Regions from separate parts of the Hordeum vulgare genome. Here region 1 is linked to region 2. The links are chromatin contacts, called in public Hi-C maps. All regions are on one chromosome and are shown on one strand. The core of a region is the stretch at or near the end of the contact, and the rest is flanking DNA. Distances in the headings are between cores, read along the strand shown. Region 1 holds the start of LOC123424692 (probable apyrase 2). Region 2 holds the start of LOC123424690 (zinc finger CCCH domain-containing protein 53-like).

The links. Hi-C and Micro-C count contacts between places; a contact is called where the count stands out from the background.
Region 1: a Hi-C map of seedling shows a contact between it and region 2, with 4 times the contacts expected there. The contact joins the promoter of LOC123424692 here to the promoter of LOC123424690 in region 2. A contact is called at or near these places in 2 of 6 Hi-C or Micro-C datasets (leaf and seedling).

What each region holds. Positions count from the first base shown.
Region 1 is chr2H:37,527,674-37,534,000 of MorexV3_pseudomolecules_assembly, forward strand. LOC123424692 (probable apyrase 2) reads left to right here and starts at 3,317. Exons shown (of 9, transcript XM_045108357.1): 1 at 3,317-4,112; 2 at 4,199-4,327; 3 at 4,404-4,460; 4 at 4,619-4,711; 5 at 5,043-5,248; 6 at 5,836-5,930; 7 at 6,319-6,327. The coding sequence starts at 3,792.
Region 2 is chr2H:37,068,101-37,075,197 of MorexV3_pseudomolecules_assembly, forward strand. LOC123424690 (zinc finger CCCH domain-containing protein 53-like) reads right to left here and starts at 5,291. Exons shown (of 9, transcript XM_045108354.1): 1 at 3,895-5,291; 2 at 3,622-3,807; 3 at 3,341-3,526; 4 at 3,155-3,243; 5 at 2,789-3,058; 6 at 2,583-2,700; 7 at 2,216-2,446; 8 at 2,023-2,102; 9 at 1,231-1,878. The coding sequence starts at 4,883. The coding sequence ends at 2,069.

The sequences.
Region 1 (6,327 bases), core at 2,067-4,566, 460 kb after region 2:
GGGCATCACTAGTGGAATCACGATATCTTGCATTGTACGAGGGTGTGAGGAGATTACGATGGCCCTAATGGCTTCTTGGGGAGCATTGTGCCTCCACGCTACTCCAAACAAAGATTATCATGTGCAAGGGTATGAACTTGGGGACACATCGTCGTCTCCGCGTGCCTCGGTTATCTCTTACCCGAGCCCTTTACTTATGCACTTTACTTTGTGATAACATATTGTTTCATGTTATATATCTTGCTATCACTTAGTCATTTTTCTTGCTTAGCATAAGTTGTTGGTGCACATAGGTGACACTAGTTGTTTAGGTTTTGTGCTTGACTAATTAAACAGTAGTTTTATTACACATTTATTCAAGCCTAAAACGTAATTATTTTAAAGCGCCTATTCACCCCCTCTAGGCGACATCCACGTCCTTTTAGACATGTTGCTTTAGATGACACTTATTAATCACTCACTCAGAGCAGCCAACCAATTAATGGTTATGGAGTCCGCTATTTATAGTGTGAGGTAACCCGACATGATTTGACCATCATGCCCTTCGGACAGGACCATTGTTAGGATTATAATCCACTTGATACGTGACACTTGCTCAATAGTGGTCGGAGTTTTGAACTCTCAGATTCCTCACGGTATGAGGATCACAGTGGCAAATTTCTAATTCTTCATTCCGACTAATTTTGTCAAGGAACACAAGAACTTTGTCTCCGTCGCTGAAGAACTTGACTGTACTACATGAGATTTCCAAAGTCATCACTTCAAGAAAATAGGTGTTGAGTTTGAGCATCACTTCGAAAACACGCTAATGTATCACCTAGATCCATATTAACAGTTCGGTGTTCCCTGTTTACTCAAATAATGAAGAAAGAAACTAGGAAATCAATGCCTGCAAGGTTCCAATTATTCACTTCAAAATTTTCAAAGGGCGCACCAAATTCTTCAATGTACATATATATATTTAGGGGTCATCTTTATTTGTTAAACCAAAACATTCAGGGACTTTGTCTCGTGTGTATTCCCACGAACACATTAGTCACTTAACCCATCTGTTCTCAATACTTCAAAACCACTAAGGGGCACCAGATGCACTTCCATTCATGCGCCAAATTTAGGTGTGTTTTAGTCTCCGTTTAGGTCTTGTATCATGCTCAAGAAATCAAGGCGTTGGCAGCTTTCTAAAGATGTGCTCCCTCCATCCCATAATATGAGAACGTTTTTCAAGCCGTGTTAGTTTGAAAAACGTTCTTAAATTATGGGATGGAGGGAGTAATAATGGTCTTTCTTCCTAGCCCCATTTCAATGGTGTTTTAAGCTATCATTGAAGGTTGCTTGGAGGTGTGTCTTTGAAAGCACATATGCTCCCTTGGTGTTTTTGATAATTCATGACAACATACATTTTCTCTTGAACTAATAGCTTTATCTAGTTTATTTCACATGAAGTTCACAGAGAAGATTGGCTGGATTGTGAGGAAAAGCCCTAAGGAAGTAGAAGAATAAGATTGGCCAAGCTTCGAACTTCAAGACTCTACATTTTGCATTTTGTGAGAAATCATATTTAAGTCCATAGGAAAGCCAATACTATTAGAAGGGATGAGGTGTCTATGATGATCTGGTTGCTCAAGTGCTTAGAGTTAGCCACCAAAAACCCTCATGAAATTCTCCCGTAAATATTCTTTCCAAAGTCTAAATACTCAAATTCAATGATAACAACATTTCCAAATCGGCCTTACCAAGTTTTACCCTAGACAAAATCCAAAGCCAAACCAATAATCTTGGTACCACCAAGTCTTGATTTTGGTGAACCGAAAACCAGTGACCAACTCCCTCGTTACCATTTGTTGAAAATAGGAATTTCCTATTTGCAAATCGGTGCCACCAAGTTTGGATAACTGCCTAGGTCAGGAAAATCGGATTCATCGAGATTTATATATAGGTCTCACCGAAACGTCAAAAATTGCCACATTTTGCACTAGTCGGTGCAACCGAGTTTTTTGCTTCGGTTTCACCGAGTTGGGCAATAATGTTGTAACGGTTGTATTTTTGAGATATCTATATAGACCCCTCCACCTACCTCGCATTCATAGAGGAAGCACTCAGAACATACCAACACTTGCCCCATCCATTATGAGAGAACCACCTAATAATGTGTTGAGATCAAGATATTCCATTCCTATCATATGGATCTTGATTTCTAGCCTCCCAAAGTTGCTTTCCACCTAATCAATCTCTTCTACCAAAGCCAAATATGTGAGAGAGTGATTGAGTGTTGAGGAGACTACCTTTGAAGCACAAGAGCAATGAGTTCATCATACTTACCATATTTATTACCCTGTGAAGAGTGGTGTCTTCTAGATTGGTTAGACGTCCCTTGTGGATGGAGCCTTCCGCGGACTCGTACAACCGTTACCCTTCCTAGGTTGAAGTCTCCATCAACGTGAGCATACGATAGCATCAGCTATCGAAATCACGTAAAAAATCACCGTGTCATCCTTTGCGTTGGATCTTCCTACCTCTACTTATTACTTTCACGTGCGTGTCTTTACATTTCGCTGCTATACTCGTAGACTTGCATGTATAGGATGCGTTTGACTTGCTATAATTGCTAAAATCTACCAACCATTAAAATTAGGAAAATGTTAAGTTTTAATTTTGTCAAGTAGTCTATTCACCCCCTAGACATTCCTTCTAATGATCCCAGAGTCTTCGATGGATCTCGTAAAATTTGTTCGACTTTGTCTTCGGTTGAAGTACTTGGATTCACTCCTTGTTAGTTTGCGTCCATGTGTTTATAGTTTGAATATATACGTCCAATATATACATGTTTTATTGATGATGGTTGCTAGACGATGGTTGGTATTACGATTCGGTTATGCAACAAGCTTTGTTCAACCTCCATAAGGAGGGTTTCCTTTAGCTCGTTCGAGTGTTTAGAGTCGTCACTAAGTGGGAATTTAGATGTAATTTTTATTACTTTGATAATTGTTGAATAAGTAGTCCATCCGTTCCAAAATAAATGTCTCAAACTTAATAGTATAATTTTGTATTAGAGTTAGTACAATATTTTAACACGGATGGAGCATTAGAAAGCTTTTTCTAAACTGGATCGCTGAATCCATCAACACGTCAACACGATCTCTGGTTGGCGCGTACACGGTCAATTACCTGCACCAACCAATCACGGTCCGGCGCACCCGTGGACCGAGGCACCGTAGAAATTACCAAGCACCACAGCGGCTCCGGTGGCGTCCGGCCAACTCCGCACACGCGCGCGGACGAAGCAAACCCAACCCAACCGCACCGGCACGGGCAGAGCACGGCGAACCCGCACAAGCAACCCCCCACCCCACCCCCGCCGCGGCCGCTACAAAGCGCCGCCATTCCCGCACGCCACCGCCACCGCCACCTCCCTCCCCCACCTCCGTCGCGCGCGTGCCCGGCGGCAGCACAGCAGCGGGAGACCACCGCGCCACATCCCGAGGCGCGCGCATTTCCCCAGCATGCGCCCGGATCCCGACGCCACCCCGCCCCAAGTCAAACCCACCGACGCGCGCCCGCCTGCCTAAAACTCCACCCCGAGGCTCGCGCTGCGCGGCCACCAGGCAGATCGACCCTTCCCTCCCCTCCCCTCCCCCACGCCGACGCGCGCGGAGCGGAGCGGACGGACGGGAGCGCTGGATCCCGCGGAGGATCTAGAGGCGGTCAAGCAGCCGTCGCCCCCCGGCCCCGGGGGCCGCATCCGCTACCGCACGCCCTCCTTGCCCGACCTCCACCTCCTGCCCGCCGACAAGATGCGCCGCTACTCGCAGCTGCCGGGGGCCGGCCGCCAGGACACGCTCGCCGACCGCGTGCACCGCTACCGCGGGGTGCTGCTCGTCGTGCTCGCGCCCCTCGCCCTCGTCTCGCTCGTGCTCCTGCTCATGCCGCGCGCGCCCTCCGGGGCCGCCCAGAGGCCCCTCGGAGGAGGAGGGGCCGCCGCCGTCGCCGCCGGGGACAAGAAGTACGCCGTCATATTCGACGCCGGCAGCTCCGGCAGCCGCGTCCACGTCTTCTGCTTCGACGGCAACCTGGATCTGGTCCACATTGGCACCGACATCGAGCTTTTCGTCCAGGTAAGACGACGGCCCGTTCGTCCATCGGATCTGGATCTGATCTAGGTTATTGTCAGCTGAATTCCGTTCCACTTCCCCTCTCGCAGAAAAAGCCTGGACTTAGCGCGTTCGCCAATGACCCGCGCGAGGCTGCTCAATCGCTCGTCTCTCTCATTGAGAAGGCCAAGGAAGTGGTTCCGGCCGAATTGCGCGACCAGACGCCGGTCAGAGTTGGGGTGAGTTGTTTGTTCACACTAATTGATTTTGTAATCGGTGCTCGTTGATGTTCTTAGCTTTCTTCTTCATTCACAGGCCACCGCAGGCTTAAGAGCGTTGGGAGCAGGAAAATCCGAAGAGATATTGCAAGCGGTAAATGGTCTTCTATCATATCAGTCCCATTGTCATCATTATCATTATTGTCTGCATTGAGAGCTATTATGTTGTTCTCTTGTTTCAGTGAGGTTATCTTTACCAATTTATCATGATTGATCATCAATCTGGATACTAACGCATCCACAAACATGCAGGTTAGGGATCTTCTTCGTGAAAAGAGTTCATTTAAGAACCAGCCGGATTGGGTTACAGTTCTTGATGGAACCCAGGAAGGTGCATATGAATGGGTAGGATGCTGGCCTTGCTTTTACATATGGTTGCGTTTCATGTTATTCTAAGGCTCTTGAGTCTCGAGCAAAAAAATATTGTCACTGCATTATTTCGTTTTTTAGAAGACTACATGCCATTTTTCTAATTTATGAACTGGTGTTTGATGGTTTATATGTAAAATTGGATGCAAGTAGAGTTCAAGGTAACCATCAACCAAGCCTAGTAGTGGTTACGTCGTGCAATAAGCAGAGTGTTTAGGAATTCGTCATAAGCTTTGCTGCTTTGTTTAGCTTCTAGTGCAGGGACATATACCATATAACTCTCATTTACTCTTCTATATTCTTACAGGTTACCATTAATTATCTGTTGGGAAAACTGGGAAAGACGTATGCAGACACAGTTGGTGTGGTTGACCTTGGCGGTGGATCTGTCCAAATGGCGTATGCTATCCCAGAGAAGGATGCTGAAAAGGCTCCTAAACCGGCAGATGGTGAAGAATCATACGTGAAAAAGCTTTTCCTTAAAGGGACAACATATCATCTTTATGTCCACAGGTTGATATTATAACTTCTGTTAGCTTTTTGCTGTTACTTCCTGTTTAGCCGAATTATTGTCCTGGTAATTTGTGAACCCTCTGCTGATGTTTCTAAGCATAACACAAAGTAATAATTATCAAAACATATTTAAACACCTGATGGTGGTACGATCCTGCAAATCTTGTTTATGTCTAATTGGATTGACAAGTCATAAATCACTGAAAGAAGGAAAGTGTAATTATGTAAGAAATGATCATGTCCCTGCAATACACTAATGACCTAAAATAATTCGTAATGGGAGTGTGAGAAACTTAATGATAACTCCAATTTAAATGTGTAAAACTCCATCAGAAAAAACAGCTGGGTAATCTCAAGAAAAGCATGATTGTATTTAACACTGTTTCAAGGCAACTGCATTGTAGACAAACATATTGCTCTCAGTTCAACCAATACCTAATCTTAACTGACTTTAGTCATGCATCCACTTGTGCTCTGTGGGGTAAAAGTTTTTGGTGTATCACTAATGGAAGTGACATCACACGATTATTCTGGTCCAAGGTATGATGAGTTTAAATCATGAATATAACTGTGAACATTTGTTGCAGTTATTTGCGCTATGGATTGCTGGCTGCTAGAGCAGAGATCTTAAAAGCTGGCAATGCCAATGGTTACAGCAACTGTGTATTGGCTGGACACCAGGGTATGACTTCTTTCTTCTGCTTTACTGTTCTGCTATTGTCTTTTGTATATCTGCATCTTAAAAGTCTAAACTAGTTCCCTGCCCATTCAGTGAAGTTTGTTCCCAAAAGAAGTCAGCTTTGCTATGTTGTGAAACAATACAATAGGAGGAATTTCTCACATTTGTTTTGTGTACATTACCATTCTCTACAGGACAAACTATCTTATTGGTTCTGCTTGTTAGTCTCTGCCGCTTATCAACCTTCTATGACCATGCATTACTATACTTTGTATTATGTCCATAAAAACTCATAGCAAATACAAACCAGAAGAAGCTTATGACATCACATGCTTGTTTTCACTGTGCTGATCATAGGAGGACTTGATTCTAATTGTATCTATGATTTTAGGGCAATATA
Region 2 (7,097 bases), core at 4,041-6,540:
AGAGAGCCACACCTGTATTGGGTCTTGTGCAGTTTCCCTAAACATAACGTTTGATAGGAGCAACACAGGTGTTCTTTCTGGGGCCGTAGTAGTCATCTAGATATGAACTACGGATCCATAGACATGATAAACTACTCACACATCAGCACGAGGACAACAAGAATGATGAATAGACCCTCCGTCATTGATCCCCCTCCGACAAGGTGTCGGAACAGAGTTTCAGATAGAATCGTGGTGGAACAAAGTAATGCTATGTGCATCAGCCGGCTGAAGGGTAGTGTTTTCCTTCTTAGGAACCCTACTATATTTTTGTCCGGAGAAAATTCATAGCCTTAGGGAAAAAGGGAAAAAAGCATGGCCATAGCCATGGCACATAGGAGGCAATATCATAACAGCAATTATTCCGGGTGATTAGTGGCTTTAATCCCGGAGCCAAAGCACCTGAAAACGGCAAGCACTTAGCCTAATCACCCGTCATTAGAAAAGCACGGGTCCGGCGCCCAGACATCTGGAGCCGCTCCCAGCCTCCAATCCGACCCCGGCGCGGCGCCTTTCCGCCTCCGGAGAGCGACGCCGCCGGGAGCGCACCACCACCATCCCATCCCGTCCCAAAAAGCAACGAGCCCTCGTCCTCGTCCTCCTCCTCCTCCTCCCGTCTCTCTGCTGACTACACCCGGCCGAATTCGTTTTGGCTGCTGACATGATTAGCAACCGTACGTAATCGCCACCAGCAGTCTAATCCAATCTAATCTCCAACGGGAATAATCGTGGCTACCGGTGTCACCTTTTCTTTTTCAAGCGCTTGGTTTTTCGGTTCCGAGTAACAATAATCCCGACGTCGCATTCGTATCCGTTTCATCCGATTTCCGGACGCGGACGGCGTGGGCATCCCGTCGTTTTTTTTACGCGTCGCGAGGAAAAGCATGTCCCCTCCGTTCCATCTCGTCGCCGTCCGGCAATGCGTTGCTACAACGGCGGAAAGCAACGGCGCAGGGAGAGAAAATCAGGAAGAGAAAAAAAGGGAGAGAAGGAGAAGGTAAAAATCAGGAAGAGAAAAAAACACAGCTTCTGCAGTGGGCTGCATCTGTGGCCGAGGAAGAAGGGACCATGATCCACGGCCAACGCTGACACCCCGCCCTACCGCTGCTGCAGCACGGGCACGGCAACAGTGACCGAGTGGTCCTCTCCTCTGGTTTACACTCAACACGCCCACAGCACCGAGACCGGACAGACCTGTTCATTATCTTCATTCATCAAGTGAAATTATACATACGTAAACAACCAACACGGCTAGCTAGCTATGCCTCCCTGCCTGTCACTTGTGGTATCCTGTTGCACTGTCTTGCAATACAGCGAGCAGAGCACTAGTGTAATAATAATCTCATACATTGTGGTAGTATTCCTTTGTACTTTTGGCTAAACATCACACCTAATGTGCTACGAACCACTACTACTAACATGAGGGCTAGTTGGCTATTATGGTGGCGGTGGCTTGGCTTGGCTTGCCAGGAGCTTTGGTGGCACATCAATGGCGGGTTGGTGGTAATAGTATTGGTTGGTAGTACTAGTAGTAGTAATAATAATCAACTAACAGTAACTAATGCATATGGTGGAGATAATAGGAGGGGGGGCCTAACGTATCTGACACTCTGTTTTAAAAAAAGCCTTGGGGTTGCTAGTAGTGGTAGTATTTTTTGTCCTTCTCCTCTTGTGGTTTGAATCAGCTGGCACCATCAAATTGAAGAGAGGTGAAGGTTGAAAAAGTAAAAAAAAAAAAAGGGGGGGGGGGGGGGGGCTGCTGAAACTAAAACTATGCTGCAACTTGTTCACTCTTTTTTCCTATGTTGCACTATTCCTTTTTCTTTGCTGCTAGTATTCCTGCACAACAAAAGAGATGGCAAAACACAGAGAAGGATCCAAGGTTAAGACACCATCATTCCAATAAGTGAAAAAAGCATATCATGATTTTACCAGGGAGCAACAAAGTGTTGATAGACATGGTAAAAGAGAGGCGGTGCTTACTATGATTAGGCAGTAGTAGTATCACTCACTTCCATTCAGCGCTACTTTACATCCCGATCGCGCCGTGATCGGAGGACAGCCTGCATCCATGATACTCTCAGAAAACCAATCATGCTACCCCACAACACACGATTTGCAATAGTAAATGGAACCATCAACTATGTACAGGCCATACAGATAGTGTTAAGCACACCTGGACATGGGGAAGAAGTAAGGTTTTGGTGAAGGTATGTCCAATGCAGGGGGCAGGAGATGGTTAGTAATGCCGCCATTCCTGGTGCCATTGCCGTTGTAGGCTGCGTTGCAACCAGTCGAAGCGGTGGCGGCGGCGATCTCCGCATCGGTTCGCGCGAAAGCATCACGGGCGAATGCCCCCGACTTGGTTGGCGACGCGAACGGGCTGTCCGGGAGATTATGCTCCGCGCTGCAGGATTAGCACAAGGGGCTAAAAGATCAGTTTGGTGAAATGCTTACTTCCCTGCACTGCTGGATGAAAGCTAAGTGTGATGAAAGGAACAAATGGTGATGATGATGGTGATTTGTTTAGCGTTAAATTCCACCTTTGGTCACTGTCAGTGTTAGGGCTGGTGGTGGAATCGCCTGAGGTTTCATCCTTATCAGCTCCGTTGACCGCATTCTTGTGAGGAAAAAGGAAGCCGCAGCCATTGCCTTGCTCCCCTGTTACAAGAAGATCAGCACAGCAAATGTGAGCAACACTGCATCTGTTGTGGCCAGGTAAATAAGCTGTTCTCTGTTGGCCACACACAGGTAATACCGGAATCGGGCGGCGACTCGAGGGTAGGGGTGGTGGCAGTCGTGTGGGTGGGGCTGAACGGCTTGGCGATGGGAGTCGGCGCGGTGGCGGCGGCGGCAGCCGCGGCCGAGCGTGTCTTGAGGTCGAGCATCTGCAGCCCCATGAGGCGCCGGCTCTGAAGCTCGATCGCCTGCTGCAGCTCCACCGCCTGCTGCTGCTCCTCCAGCTTCCTCCTCAGCAGCATCTCGTTGGCGCTGTTGGAGTGCTGCAGCATCCTCGCACCTGGAATCCAATCCAGCACACACTCACTTATCATGCATCAAAACAATCAACAAACACTGAAGCTGCAGCTAGCAACTGAATGTCACAATGACGAACCAATCTGGTGGAGATCGAAGGGGTCTCTGGCGTCCAGCCCGGTTGGAGACCCGCAGCTGGAGAAGTCCACTCTCTCGCCCTGCTGCTTCCTGCAGAGCAGCAGCGGAAAATAAATGGTCATGGGGATGTTGTGGTTAGTTACTGCTGCCGGAAGCAAGCGGCAAAGATGGATCGCCATGGGCTTGCCTGAACTTGTCGGGGACCTTTCCCTTCTCCTTGTAGGGCTTGACGAGCACGCGCGCGTCGCAGATGAAGTGCGGGTTGCCCTTGGCCAGGATCAGCTTCACCGTCTCCGGGTAGACGAAGGTGACGAACCCGAACATGCGCTTCTGCTGGTAGGGGATGCGCACGTCGTGGACAGGGCCGTAGATGCTGCGGTTCGGAGGAAGAGCAAGGTTAATACCGGCGAGGCTTGCAGCCGGAGCGGAGGTAGAGCTGTGGTGTGCGGGCGAGCACGGTGAAGTTACCTGAAGTAGTTGGAGACGTCCTCCTCGCGGAAGGTGCTGTCCGCCGGGAAGGTGAGGTAAATCTGCCGGGACCCCGGGTTCATCATGCTGGCGAAGTCGCCGCGGTCGAGACGGGGGCGGTTCATGAACTTGTGCGCCTCGTCGCCGCCCAGCATCAACGCCGCTGCGGCAGCCGCGGCCGCGGCCCTGCGAATCGGAGAGCAACCGGTGAGCTGCCGGCCGGTAGAAACGAGAGCGAGGAGCTCGTAGGTGGCGAGGGTGGTGGGTATTTACCTTTGGCCGTCGTTTTGCTGCTGCTGCTGCTGCTGCAGGAGCAAGCTGAGGCACTTGCTCGCCGCGGAGGGGGAGCCAGGGAGGGAGCCGGTGGGCGAGTAGGCGAAGCCGGCGGCCGCGGCCAGGCGCTGGGACTTGGAGCGGAGGAGGAAGTCCTGGCACTGTTGCTCCACGGCGGCCTGGTCCATCTTCGCGCCGGCGAGGTCGTCGGGGAAGCCGCCGTGCACGAACCGGCAGGCGCTCCCGTTTTTGCAGTACCCGCGCGCGTAGTAGAGGCACGGCTTCCAGCCGAGGCCGTCGCCGCCCCCGAAGCAGAGCTCGCTCACCGACGCGCTCCTGCGGTGCCCCGGCCCGCCGTTGGCCCACCCGGCGCCGTACGGGAAGAGCCCTCCGTCGCCGCCGCTGGGGCTGCGGCACTCGCCGTTGTCGAACAGCGGGAGCTGGCGCCCTCCCCCGCCCATGCCTCCCTCGCTGAGGAACGCGAGCTGGTCCTGCAGGTGGAGCTCGTCGAGGATCAGCGAGTCCCCGCCCCCGCCGAAGAAGGGCGACTGCGGGCCGTTGGCTGGACTCATCAGCTCCTCCCCGACGCCCGCCATCTCCTCCGCGGCGCTGCCATTGCTGACGCTGTTGCTCCTCGAGAACACCGGGGGCGGGGCCCACGAGGAGGGCGACGAGACCGAGAGCGGCGAGGGCGCCGTGCCTCCGCCGCCGCGGCCGGAGTTCTGGCGCGAGAGCATGAAGGGCGAGTGGCCGGTGGCCGCGGCGGAGGTGGGCGTGCCGGGGCCCGAGGACGCCGGGAGCAGGCCGAGGTCCTTGCGCGCCTTGGCCATGACGGCGAGCAGCAGCGCCTCCGGGCCGAAGGCGAGGCGTATCATCTCCTTCTCGCCGTGGTCCTGGATGAGCAGCAGCCCCATGATCTTGGCCGCGTGGTCCGGGTCCAGCCCCTGGATCCGCGCGAACACCACCTTGGTCGCCTCGTAGGCGTCCATGCCGATCGACGAAGCCCGCTCAACCAACCCTAGCCCGCAAACAACCTCACACCCCCTTCCTCCTCCTCCCTCCTTCCTCGCACGACAACAACAACCAACGACTAGCTAGCTAGAGAGATGGCTCGAGCCGGAGACGAGCGACTCCATGAATCAATCCCCAGAGGTCCTTCGCGGGTTAGCTTGCTAGCGAGCGAGCGGGCTATACTAGTTGCAGCAGCGGCACGAGGGTGGTGCGCACCTTCCCTTCCCTTCCTTGGCCCTCGCGCTGTATCCCAATCTCCCTATGTATAAGCTGGGCTGGCCGCCGTCCCTTTTCCCCGGGAGAGGACGAGGGGCCTCGCCAGTGACGGAAGAAAACTCGCGGGGGCGTCCCCGCAAAATGCCACTGCCTGGCTGCCGCGGTCTGTCCTGCGGTGTTTTTATCTGCTGCTGCGGTGTTTTTGGTTTGGGGTTTGTTTCAGGCGGGATAGATCTGGATCTCCGTGGCCCCCATTTATAAAACCCGATCCACCGCCTCTGTCACTGACCGCCTCGCTCTCGCCCTTTATTTTCCGCCTTTTCTTTTCTCTGCCTTCTTCCTGTGCTCTCTGGACGGACGGACGGATAGGAATACCAAACAGTGCCGTCGTTCAATCAATCTGACGGTAAGAAACTACTGTGCTGCGCGGTAATTTCGTGGCCGGGTGGATCTGTCTGTGATTGATTGACCGGAGCGGCCGCGATCTGGGGTGCTGACCGGGAGGGGCCCCGCGCGGGCGGCGCCCACTCCGGTCGCCGTCCCGGCCCGCTTTGTCCTGCTCCCTCGCCGCGGCCGCTGCTGCCGCTGCGGCGGCCTTTCGCGATAAGAATGGCGCCCGGCCCGACATTTTTATACTCCGTTTGATACCCCGTAGCCAAGCTAAAGCGGGAGCTAGCCTCGCCTCGCCTCGCTCGCCTTTCCGTCGCTTCACAAGGTTTGTTTACTCCCAGATCCTTGTCGTTTGCCCCACTGCCATGTACGAGTAAACACGAGTATTCTTCTCTCTTTTCGCTGCTTCAGAGATTATTGTTGTCCAAGTAATTGTGCTGGCCCTAACTAGCGCCAATTACTTATTTTGGTTCTGCAAACACGAACGAGTAGCTTTTTCTGGGACGAGCCGCACGGAGCGGGAGCATCCCTATCGGGGCGTTCCCCGTCATCCTCCCTCGCCCCCGCTCGCCGTCGCTTTCCTCCTCCCTCTCGGCCTCCACTGGAGTGATCAAACCCAAAAAAATGGAGCGTGAAATACTCCCCTGTCACGCACAGTCGAATGATAATCCAGCATACGTGAAATGAAATGAAAAACAAATGATGCGGATAAACTGCAATTTCCACGTCACTCTCCGTAGGGCCCACCTGCTCTGTTTGCTTGTTGTTGGGCGCGCGACGGCCGCTGTCTGTCCCCCGGCCGCTGCCGCGTCAGCCGGTGCTACGTGCGTGCCCGATCGGATCAACTCGCGACCGTGCGGGTCGGTCTCCCGGCCGCCGGTCATCCGTTCGCGCGGCCGCGGCGAGAGCGCTTGGAGCTCACGATCGTGGTCGAGGCCGCGAAACGAATTCGGTCGCAGGGGCAGGGGGAAAAGCCGAACGAAAGCCAAGTGTGACCGGCGCTGATGCCCACGGATGATGGATGATATGGCGCGAAAAGACGCGACGACCCTGTGGGGGAATGCACGGGGGCTTTTGCCGCCCGCGCGCGCCTGGTTGGCCGCCGTTGCTGCTCTCTTTTCACCGCCTTTCGCGTGCACGCGCGCTGGCCTTTGCCCTGCGCTGCGCGCGCGCAGGTCGCGGCGAGGACTGGCAGTGGCATCCCGTGCGCGCGCACATAAATGGAGGCCCTGCCGTTTCCGCTCGCTCCATCGTTCCTTCACACCCGGCGCTGGGCTTCATTCCGTTTCCTACAAACTGATGGCATCATGGTGGAGGCCAGCAGCCGTGTTTTTTTTTATATATATAAGGTTTTGGAGGGCCGCGTCGCCGTCTGCGTCTCTTTCACCCATTCACTTCCTGCTCATACCGTATGGAAGTAGTGATGATTGGACCTGGCGGAAATGTCTTTACGAGTAAGCAGGAACAATCTTTCGACGACTGCTGCTACTACCGGAATTGGTACGCTGGCTGCGCCACAGCTGGGGAAATACGACGTCGCGTGACCATGTATGTCATGTCATGTCGCCTGTCTTGGACGGAACGGG